Linked DNA regions of Bos taurus: region 2 is linked to region 1. Evidence: chromatin contacts called from public Hi-C data. All regions are on one chromosome and are shown on one strand. Each heading gives the region's core, a stretch centred on a gene start, on an enhancer-like site or on the middle of the called end of the contact. The rest is flanking DNA. Distances are from core to core; before and after follow the strand shown.

Region 1 (4,444 bases), core at 1,434-3,933:
GAGCCTACCCTCTGCCTTCTCCCCTCATCACACCTCCCAGGAAAAACCCAGGAAAGATTAAAAAAAAAACACACACACACAAAAAAACACCTTCTGGAGAGATTATGTAACAAGCAGCCAGAAAGACGATCATATCTCCCAGCCTATGAGAAGAGCCAGGAGCCAAGAGAGGCAGAGTGGGGAAGCCCAGGCTCCTCCAGCACAGGGACAGCGGGTACAGAGTAGGGGGGAACGGGCACCCCCGTCACACTCCCAAGTCCTCCACTACTGTGTTCCAGGCACTGGGTACAGCAGACAGAACCTCCCATGCCCATGCCCCGTTACCAGGGCCCTGCTTCTCCCCTTGGACCAGGGCCTCCAAGGGGAAGGACCGAGTCCTCCTTCCTGAGGTCTCTCCCTGCTATGAAGCCATGCCTGAGAGTGGTGGCTGGACTAAGGCACTGACACAGACTTGCTGTGTGACCTCAGATTTAAAAAACAACCTCTCTGGCCTCTAAAGGAGTGTAAGTAAAAGCTCCCCATTCCCACAGAGAAATCAGAAACCCTTCCCTTTACAAATGTACACACACACAAATTTACAAACACCTACTGGTAGTGTTGGGAGAGGGGTGGCATGGAAGTTACAACAAAGAGAGTATGACCACTGAGACCCAAGGGTCCATATGTCTGCTGGGCAAAGTGGGGAAAGACTTACACATGAACTCCAGTGATTCCCCAGTCACTCTATACAAACGGGTACTCAGCCACCTTCACACTGATCCCACCCCACCCCCATCTTCTGCCCAACACACTGGGAAACCACAGGAAGGAAATTCATTCCCAGGCATGCCGTGGGAGCTGGGACAGCCAGGCTAAGTCCTGGGGCGGGTGTGACCCGGCGGCCACAGGAGGGTGGACATCTGTGAACACTGACATGTGCTTTTTTCAACACTCTCCTTGACTACTAAGACTTCCCTGTTGGGGGTTTGGAGGGGAGTGGGAGGTGGACAGCTCCCTAACTTCAAAACACCCAATCTCCTGCTGGCCTGGGCTCCCCTGCTATCTGGAGGCCAGAGCAGCCCAAGGTCACCACCCCAGACGTTAAACTTCCCATAGTCCAGGCTGGGCCCTGAATTGCCTAGAAGACCCACAGAGGGAATGGGGGGAAGGGGTGGGGAGGACCACTCACCCAAACCAAAGAAACCAAGGCTACAGAGACCTCAAAAGGGGGCTGGGCACTGAAAAGGGGGACACAGGATCCACCCACTGTACCCTCCCCCAACCCACCAACAATGAGCTGCTTAAAAAGAGGCAGAGAAAGCCTCCCACTCAAAGGACAAACCTGGGATAACCTAAGTCAGTGGTTCCAAGGGTGCCCACACTCAGGAGCCCTCCTTTCATTAGGGAGAGACCTCAGGAGGCCTTTGAGAGATTAGCTTGAATCACTAGGGGAAAGGAGACCCTGCCTGTAAGACCAAACCAGACAGGAAAGGGGCTGGCACTGGAGTAAAAGACTAGATGCATCTCAGTCTCCTTGGCTCTCCGTCCCCAAAAGCCCCCCAACACTCACTAGACCCCCCACTCCCAGCCCAGCTCAGCCTGCCATAGGTGAAGAAAGCGACTGGAGAACTCTCGCCCAGATGTTGAACAGCTGCAAACTTCTGGCCGGGGGTTCTCCAGTTGGGTCTACTGACAAACCAGATCAGGGGTCTCGGGAGGAGAGGGCGAGGAGGTCCCAAGGAAAGGCCCTGCCTGGCCACCTCCGCGGTGACTCCGCGTCCCAACTCCACAGGCACCGGGCAAGCCCGGGCCCCGGACACACACACACACACACTCACACTCACACACCCCAACCCACCACCCTGGTGTCATCTGAACAACATCCCCCCTCCCTCCCCCGCTTCCCAAACAGCTGCGGCTCCCCCCGCCCCCACCCTCCCGCCGCCCTCCCAGGCCCCCTTCTGCACCATTTCGGGCCAAGGAGGAGGGAACAGGCGGCGCGAGGAGGGAGAGGGAGGGAGGGCCGGCTGTTAAAATGTCAGTCGCTCCTGGCTGTCACCGGAGACCCCTTCTGAGGATGGCGCCCCTTCCCAGACCACTGGGGGGTCCGCCGTAACCCCGGGACACCAACAGACCGGCGCGCCCCCAAGCCGTCCGTCCCCACCCCGATCCCAACACCCAAGGGAATTACAGCCCACTCTACTTGTCCCCGTCAGCCGACTCCCTCACCCAAACAGTCCCCCATGTAATCTCCCACCAACGCCACACGAAAAGAGCCCGCTCCGCGAGTTCCTCCCAGCCCAGGAGGCCACCCCATCCCACCTCTCAGGGGGACGGTCTAGACCACCCTCCACCCCAACCTCAGGACGGGGTGGGGGAGGGGGCCTCTTAAAGCGGCAGGCGCATTATTTTTCTTTACTCACCGGCCCCGCTGGGGGAAGGGAGGATGTCACGGCTGGGAGGGGGTAGCTCTCGCCCCTAGTCCCGGGGCTCTTCAGCACCTGGAAGCCGCAGCTCCGGGCAGGGGGAATAATTAGTGAGGACGGCGTCCGCGCGGGCCCTGGGCGGCGCCGGGGGGCCTGGGCCCCCGTCGTGGGCGCGCGAGCGGGCAGGCAGACGGGGGACCGGAGCCGACCGCCCGAGCCGCCTCGGCTGTTGTTGATATTTTGCTTCCTTCCTCCTTTCAGGCTCCAAAGGTAACTCCTCCAGCCCCCGGGAGTCGAGGCCGACGTAGGCACAGCTCAGCCTAGCTTGAGGGGTGGGGGAACGGGGGTGATGGACAGGCGGGGGGGCCAATGGGAGGAACCCGTGGGGGCGGAGGGGCGGGGCCGGAGTAGGGGCGGTCCCGGAGACGCGGCCCCGCCCCTCGCTTCCCTCGGGCCGGCCGGGCCGGGCAGGGTCGGCCCCCACCCCACCGCCCTTCCAAGCTAGGCTGCGGCGCCGGCAGCGGCAGATCCCTCCGCCTGCCGGGAGGGAGGGAGGGAGGGAGGAAGCGACAGAGCAAGACAAAGTGGGGGGGCAAGACTCAGAGGCCTCTAAAGGGATCAGCCCGTGCCCGTGGTGCCGGCTTTAGCCGGCGGGACGGCTGCCTAGCACTGCTGCCACCATGCGCTTGAGGAGGTCCTTTCCGGGGAGGTTCAGCGGACTCCGCGTATACTCTCCCATGCTCTCAAGCTATATCGACAACTCCCCCAACCCCCAAGCTCCGAGAGAGTTGGAGGTGGGAGTCTTAGTAGATAAATTTAGGGTAGATGCTAGGTGTTGAGAAAATTCCATCTCTCTCACTTAGGGTGGTGCCGAAGCCCCACTTAAAGAGACAGGTGCATTTCTAGGGGGTTACCTGGGGAGCTCGTTTGCTCCCTCTACCTGTGACAGGCCCCCTCCCTTCCCGGGACCCGGCTGACGCCCAGCAATTTAAAGCGACAGCTCATAGTTCCTGGGTGACCTAATCCCGGGTGCCTGCGGCCCCAGAGCACTTACAGCCGAGGGGGCAATTTAAAGGGGTGTGACCTTAATTTCCCCCAGCACAGGAAACGCCCAAAAGCATCTTATTAAAGAAGCAGTAGTAGCTGTTTTAAAAAGTTTATAATTCCTGTTTGCTCCAGGGTGTGGTGAATCCTCTCCTGCCTTGCAACAGGAGTGTGGGTGCCATGTGTACTGGACAACTGACCCTGTCAGACTTACTCCCCGTTACTCCAATGTCAGCTTCCTACCTTGAGCTTGACGAAATGATGGAATCTGGCTTAGATCTCAAAGAACCTTGCAGAACAGAAGGGCACTCAGTTCTTCACATACTCTGATTTCTACTGGGTCTGATTTACTGGACAAAGAGTCAATTCTAGGTTAAGGGTTGCTAAGACAAATATATCCCTGAAAGGGGCTGCATGTTATGGTGATTAGAGGCATCAACTTTGGGGGAGTCAAGCTATCTTGGTTCAAATCCTTATTCCACCATTTATTAACTGGAACACAGGCACATTACTTAACTTCCCTGTACCCCATGGGTAAAATAGAGATGATGATAATAGTACCTAACTCATAAGTTGGTGTGAAGATTAAATTAGTACATACAAGTAGATTGCTTTGAATGATAGCCCATGCTGCTTTATAATAAACTCAAGGGCAAGACCCCGTTAGGCCCATTATCCCACAGGAGCCTCGGAGGAGGCAAGTTCAGTGGAATTGCTTTGCAAATAGGTTGGAGGCTTGTCTATGTTTTAAGACAGGAAGCCAGCAGGCTATTTCCTTGGCCTTGGTTTCTGTCTCTTCCACCTGACCGCTCCTTCTGGAAACCTGATTTAAACTGTCCCATTTTGACCCCAAAAGTGGCTTCTTAGTTCCCCATTAGATTTAGGAGTTGGGGCCCCAGCACCAGAAGATGTCTGTCTTCCCTATCAGGCACAGCTGGCTTACCTGAAGGACCTCAGGGTAAGCAGGGGGAGCCCATCTGCCTGGTCCCCAAGGA
Region 2 (4,444 bases), core at 1,441-3,940, 38 kb before region 1:
GCCATAAGGGTGGTGTCATCTGCATATGTGAGGTTATTGATATTTCTCCCAGCAATCTTGATTCCAGCTTGTGCTTCTTCCAGCTCAGTGTTCCTCATGATGTACTCTGCATAGAAGTTAAATAAGCAGGGTGACAATATACAGCCTTGACGAACTCCTTTTCCTATTTGGAACCAGTCTGTTGTTCCACATCCAGTTCTAACTGTTGCTTCCTGACCTGCATACAGGTTTCTCAAGAGGCAGGTCAGGTGGTCTGGTATTCCCATCTCTTTCAGAATTTTCCATAGTTTATTGTGATTCACACAGTCAAAGGCTTTGGCATAGTCAATAAAGCAGAAATAGATGTTTTTCTGGAACTCTCTTGCTTTTTTGATGATCCAGAGGATGTTGGCAACTTGATCTCTGGTTCCTCTGCCTTTTCTAAGTCCAGCTTGAACATGTGGAAGTTCACGGTTCACATATTGCTGAAGCCTGGCTTGGAGAATTTTGAGCATTACTTTAGTAGCGTGTGAGATGAGTGCAATTGTGTGGTAGTAGTTTGAGCATTTCTTGGCATTCCTTTCTTTGGGACTGGAATGAAAACTGACCTTTTCCAGTCCTGTGGCCACTGCTGAGTTTTCCAAACTTGCTGGCATATTGAGTGCAGCACTTTCACAGCATCATCTTTTAGGATTTGAAAGAGCTCAACTGGAATTCCATCACCTCCACTAGCTCTGTTCATAGTGATGCTTCCTAAGGCCCGCTTGACTTCACATACCAGGGTGTCTGGTTCTAGGTGAGTGATCACACCATCATGATTATCTGGGTCATGAAGATCTTTTTTGTATAGTTCTGTGTATTCTTGCCACCTCTTCTTAATATCTTCCACTTCTGTTAGGTCCATGCCATTCTGTCCTTTATTGAGCCCATCTTTGCATGAAATGTTCCCTTGGTATCTCTAATTTTCTTGAAGAGATCTCTACTACTACTACTACTACTACTACTACTACTACTACTACTAAGTCACTTCAGTAGTGTCTGACTCTGTGCGACCCCATAGATGGCAGCCCACCAGGTTCCCCCATCCCTGGGATTCTCCAGGCAAGAACACTGGAGTGGGTTGCCATTTCCTTCTCCAATGCATGAAAGTGAAAAGTGAAAGTGAAGTCGCTCAGTCCTGTCCAACCCTCAGCGACCCTATGGACTGCAGCCTTCCAGGCTCCTCTGTCCATGGGATTTTCCAGGCAAGAGTACTGGAGTGGGGTGCCATTGCCTTCTCCGGAAGAGATCTCTAGTCTTTCCCATTCTGTTGTTTTCCTCTATTTCTTTGCTTTGATCACTGAGGAAGGCTTTCTTATCTCTCCTTGCTATTCTTGGGAACTCTGCATTCAAATGGGAATATCTTTCCTTTTCTCCTTTGCTTTTCGCTTCTCTTCTTTTCACAGTTCTTAAGATTTAGTCAATTATACATACTTCTAATTATACATACTTTGAAGTTCATCTCCTTGATGCAGCCTCACCTTTCCCACTCTGAACGCCTCTAGTAGTCACTGTTTTTAAAATGGATTGAAATTGTACCATCACTTTTCCTATATCTTAAGTGGCATCATCTCAACTAGACATAAATTCCTTGGAGAGCAGGGAGGTGCCTTATCATGGTAGGAGAGTACTGTATGGGTGGGTCTGGGTTTCAGTCCCGGTGTCACCCTCATAAGGCAGTGTCCTCGGCCTCATCCCTTCGCCTTCCTGAGCCTCCACTTCTTTCTTTAAGCTAACTGGAGGGGGTTTTGTTTGTGTTTGTTTTGTGAGGAACTCCTGAGACAGTGGAAACAATGGTCTTGGTAAACTTCGCTTTGGTCAAATTAATATTGACATCACTGTTGGCCCCCAGTTTCCAGAAGGGCCTCTACAAACAGGGCTCCCTGGCTGTTTGGGGACGGCCGTGTCACCCCCGAGGGCAGGGACCTGGATTCTTCCTTTCTTCGGGATCCTCCAGGTAGTGCCAGATCTGGCCAAACTGCAGACGGAGGCTAAACATCCGGGAAAACGGCCAGAGGGCGCTCCCTTCCCCTCGAACTGGGCAAGACGACAGGCAGTTAAATTCACGCCTGCGCATCTCTTCGTCGAGGTTCTGATGAGACCCAGCCAAAATTGGCTCGCTCCGCTTGGGGTTTTTCCCTTACAGGGGCTGAATCTTTTGTGTACGCATGCGTCTTGTCTAGGCTGCGGCTGGCTAACAGCCCCATCCGTCATTGGACGAGCCAATGGAGTGAGCCTCAAAACCCACTTCCCGCCCTTCGGTGGAGGCGGGGCCTAGGAGTGGATTTGAGTCTTTGTCCGCACCCATGCCGGTGTGTACGAACTGTTTGAGGAGTGCCTGGGCCCGGGCAGTAAACTTGGGTCACCCGCTGCCAAATGACTGCCTTGGCGTGGGTGAATGAGGGAGTCGGTGTAAAGGGAGACAGGGACAGCGCAGCTTCCGGCAGCATCCGAGGGGTAGTTGCTAGTCATTTGTTGAGCACCGACTGTATGCCACACGCTGCCCGAGGCCCTTTGGAACGGCGATCGCTGCCTCCATGGGAACTTACAGCCCAGTGGGACAGGTTAAACAAGTGCCTTATTGCTTCGTCCCTCCCTTCTTCACCTTCGCCTTAGATGGAGATTCTCCTCTTCCCTAATCCTGAATCACTTCATGGTCCCACCCAGCACTGGCTGGCAGCGCAGGGATTGGGCACCTAGGCGCCAGGGCCAGCCTCCGCTCCCAGCTGAGGGCTGTGAGGACTGGCGCCACGGTCACGTGATGGCGGGGGTTTGGCGGGCGCGTGACCTCCCTATAGGCGGAGTCCTTCCCCTTCCTCTTCCCTTTTGGGTCCTCGGGCGTCGTCACCAGCTTTTATTTGGCACGTGGCGGCTGATGCGCAGTAAATGGGAGTGACTCTGTGCAGCCACGCTGCGAAGGCGGTTACCTCACTTTACTAGAGGCCAAACTGCCCGAGTGAGGCCAAGGAGCTGTAAACACGTGGAAACGAGTACAAAGCAAAGGGGGCGGGGGTAAACGCAAATCAGCCCAACTGGAAGCCGAATAAAGCCTGGGCTCAAGCGATTTATACCTGGGAACTGCGTGAGGCGCTGTGGAAAGAACTTGAGAGCCGGGTTTTTTTTTTTTTTTTTTTTTACTTTTGGGACTAGGGCTTACCAGCTGTGAAATAGAGCAGGGGACTGGACGTGCCCCTTAGACTGGCAGTGACACCGAATGACTTTAAGTTTGGAATCAGAAACAAGCAATCTCTATGGGCTCGGTAGGAATCGCTTCAGAGCCTGGGGTGGGGTCGCCTTACCCATCCGCTTGCTGTTCCTGAAACAAGTTTCCACAATCACAAGGCTGGAAAAGTTACTCAGCCCATGGGACTGAGGGGTGAGTCACAAGAACATGAGCTACAGGGAACTGCTTGATGTCCTTGGCTGGAACAGATACCACCCTCTGCTTCCCACCTCCCAAGAGTCACCCAAAGAGGGGCAGGAGCCCACTGGGTTCTCATTCTAAAGTGGAGTGATAACTAGAAGAAACGAATCTACATTCCTTGGCCCCACTGGGTCTGGTGCTGGAAAGTAGAAAAGCTGCAGAAAGTCACCACGCCCTTCAGGGGAAAAAAAAAATCCTTTGTAGTTGGTAGCACTACAGTTTATGAAGTGCACTTTCACATGCATTATCTCATTTTATCTGACTGAACACATACTCTGTGCCAGGCACTGAGCCAGACACAAAAATGGGTGAGGCAATAAATTTTTAAGAGGCGCTTTCAGTCCAGTTATAGAGAGAAAATAGAAACTACTACCTACAGTTTCAGGTAATGTGGTAGGAGCTATAAAGAAGGGGCAGATTCCTAAGACAATTCATAAGACAAGAACATAGGCAGCTGGGTAGGATGGGGGAAATCAGCAAAAGGTTAATGGAAGGAAAATTGTAGGAGTAAAAGCTTGAATGATAGGAAAGTTTTCAAAGAAATAAGGATTGTAGAACAGGATTTTTTTTTTTTCCTCCATAGAAACTCTTCTTACCCAAGTAAGCTCATCTATTTTCATGTCTTTACAGGTGGCAGTAATAAACATAACACTGACAGAGCACTTATTATGGATCAGAAACGGGTCTTAAGTGCTTCATGTGTAATATTTATTTAAATCTCACAGCAACCCATTTTACACATAAAGTGACTTGAGTCATGTAGAAGTTAAGGTACTCTTTAGGCTCATGTCTCACAGGCTTCTTTTGCCTCTGGCCTAGCCCTTGTCCTGAGCCCTGGCTTCATCCATCCAGGTAGTTCCTTCTGAATATCCACTAGGTAGCTAGTAAAGAAGTGTCATCTTCCCTTATCAAAAGAAAACCAATGACCTCTAGGGTTGCACTGGGTCTGCCACACCTGACCCCGCAGTTACCCCTGGGCAGTAAAACACTCCTCCCTGACTT

The links. Hi-C and Micro-C count contacts between places; a contact is called where the count stands out from the background.
Region 2: a Hi-C map of skeletal muscle shows a contact between it and region 1, with 2.6 times the contacts expected there. The contact joins the enhancer-like site here to the promoter of MEF2D in region 1. A contact is called at or near these places in 2 of 11 Hi-C or Micro-C datasets (liver and skeletal muscle).

What each region holds. Positions count from the first base shown.
Region 1 is chr3:14,327,656-14,332,099 of ARS-UCD2.0, reverse strand. MEF2D (myocyte enhancer factor 2D) reads right to left here and starts at 2,683. Exons shown (of 11, transcript NM_001205178.2): 1 at 2,403-2,683. It overlaps LOC132344829 (a long non-coding RNA gene), which reads left to right and starts at 2,775. Exons shown (of 2, transcript XR_009493848.1): 1 at 2,775-4,444.
Region 2 is chr3:14,365,432-14,369,875 of ARS-UCD2.0, reverse strand. No RefSeq gene overlaps it. Among named protein-coding and RNA genes, the nearest start is that of MEF2D, 38 kb to the right of the region's middle. Within about 2 kb of position 2,690, at least 83 of the 102 cell types and tissues checked have an H3K27ac peak or open chromatin away from gene starts, as enhancers often do. A contact at or near this core is called in liver and skeletal muscle, where this site is marked.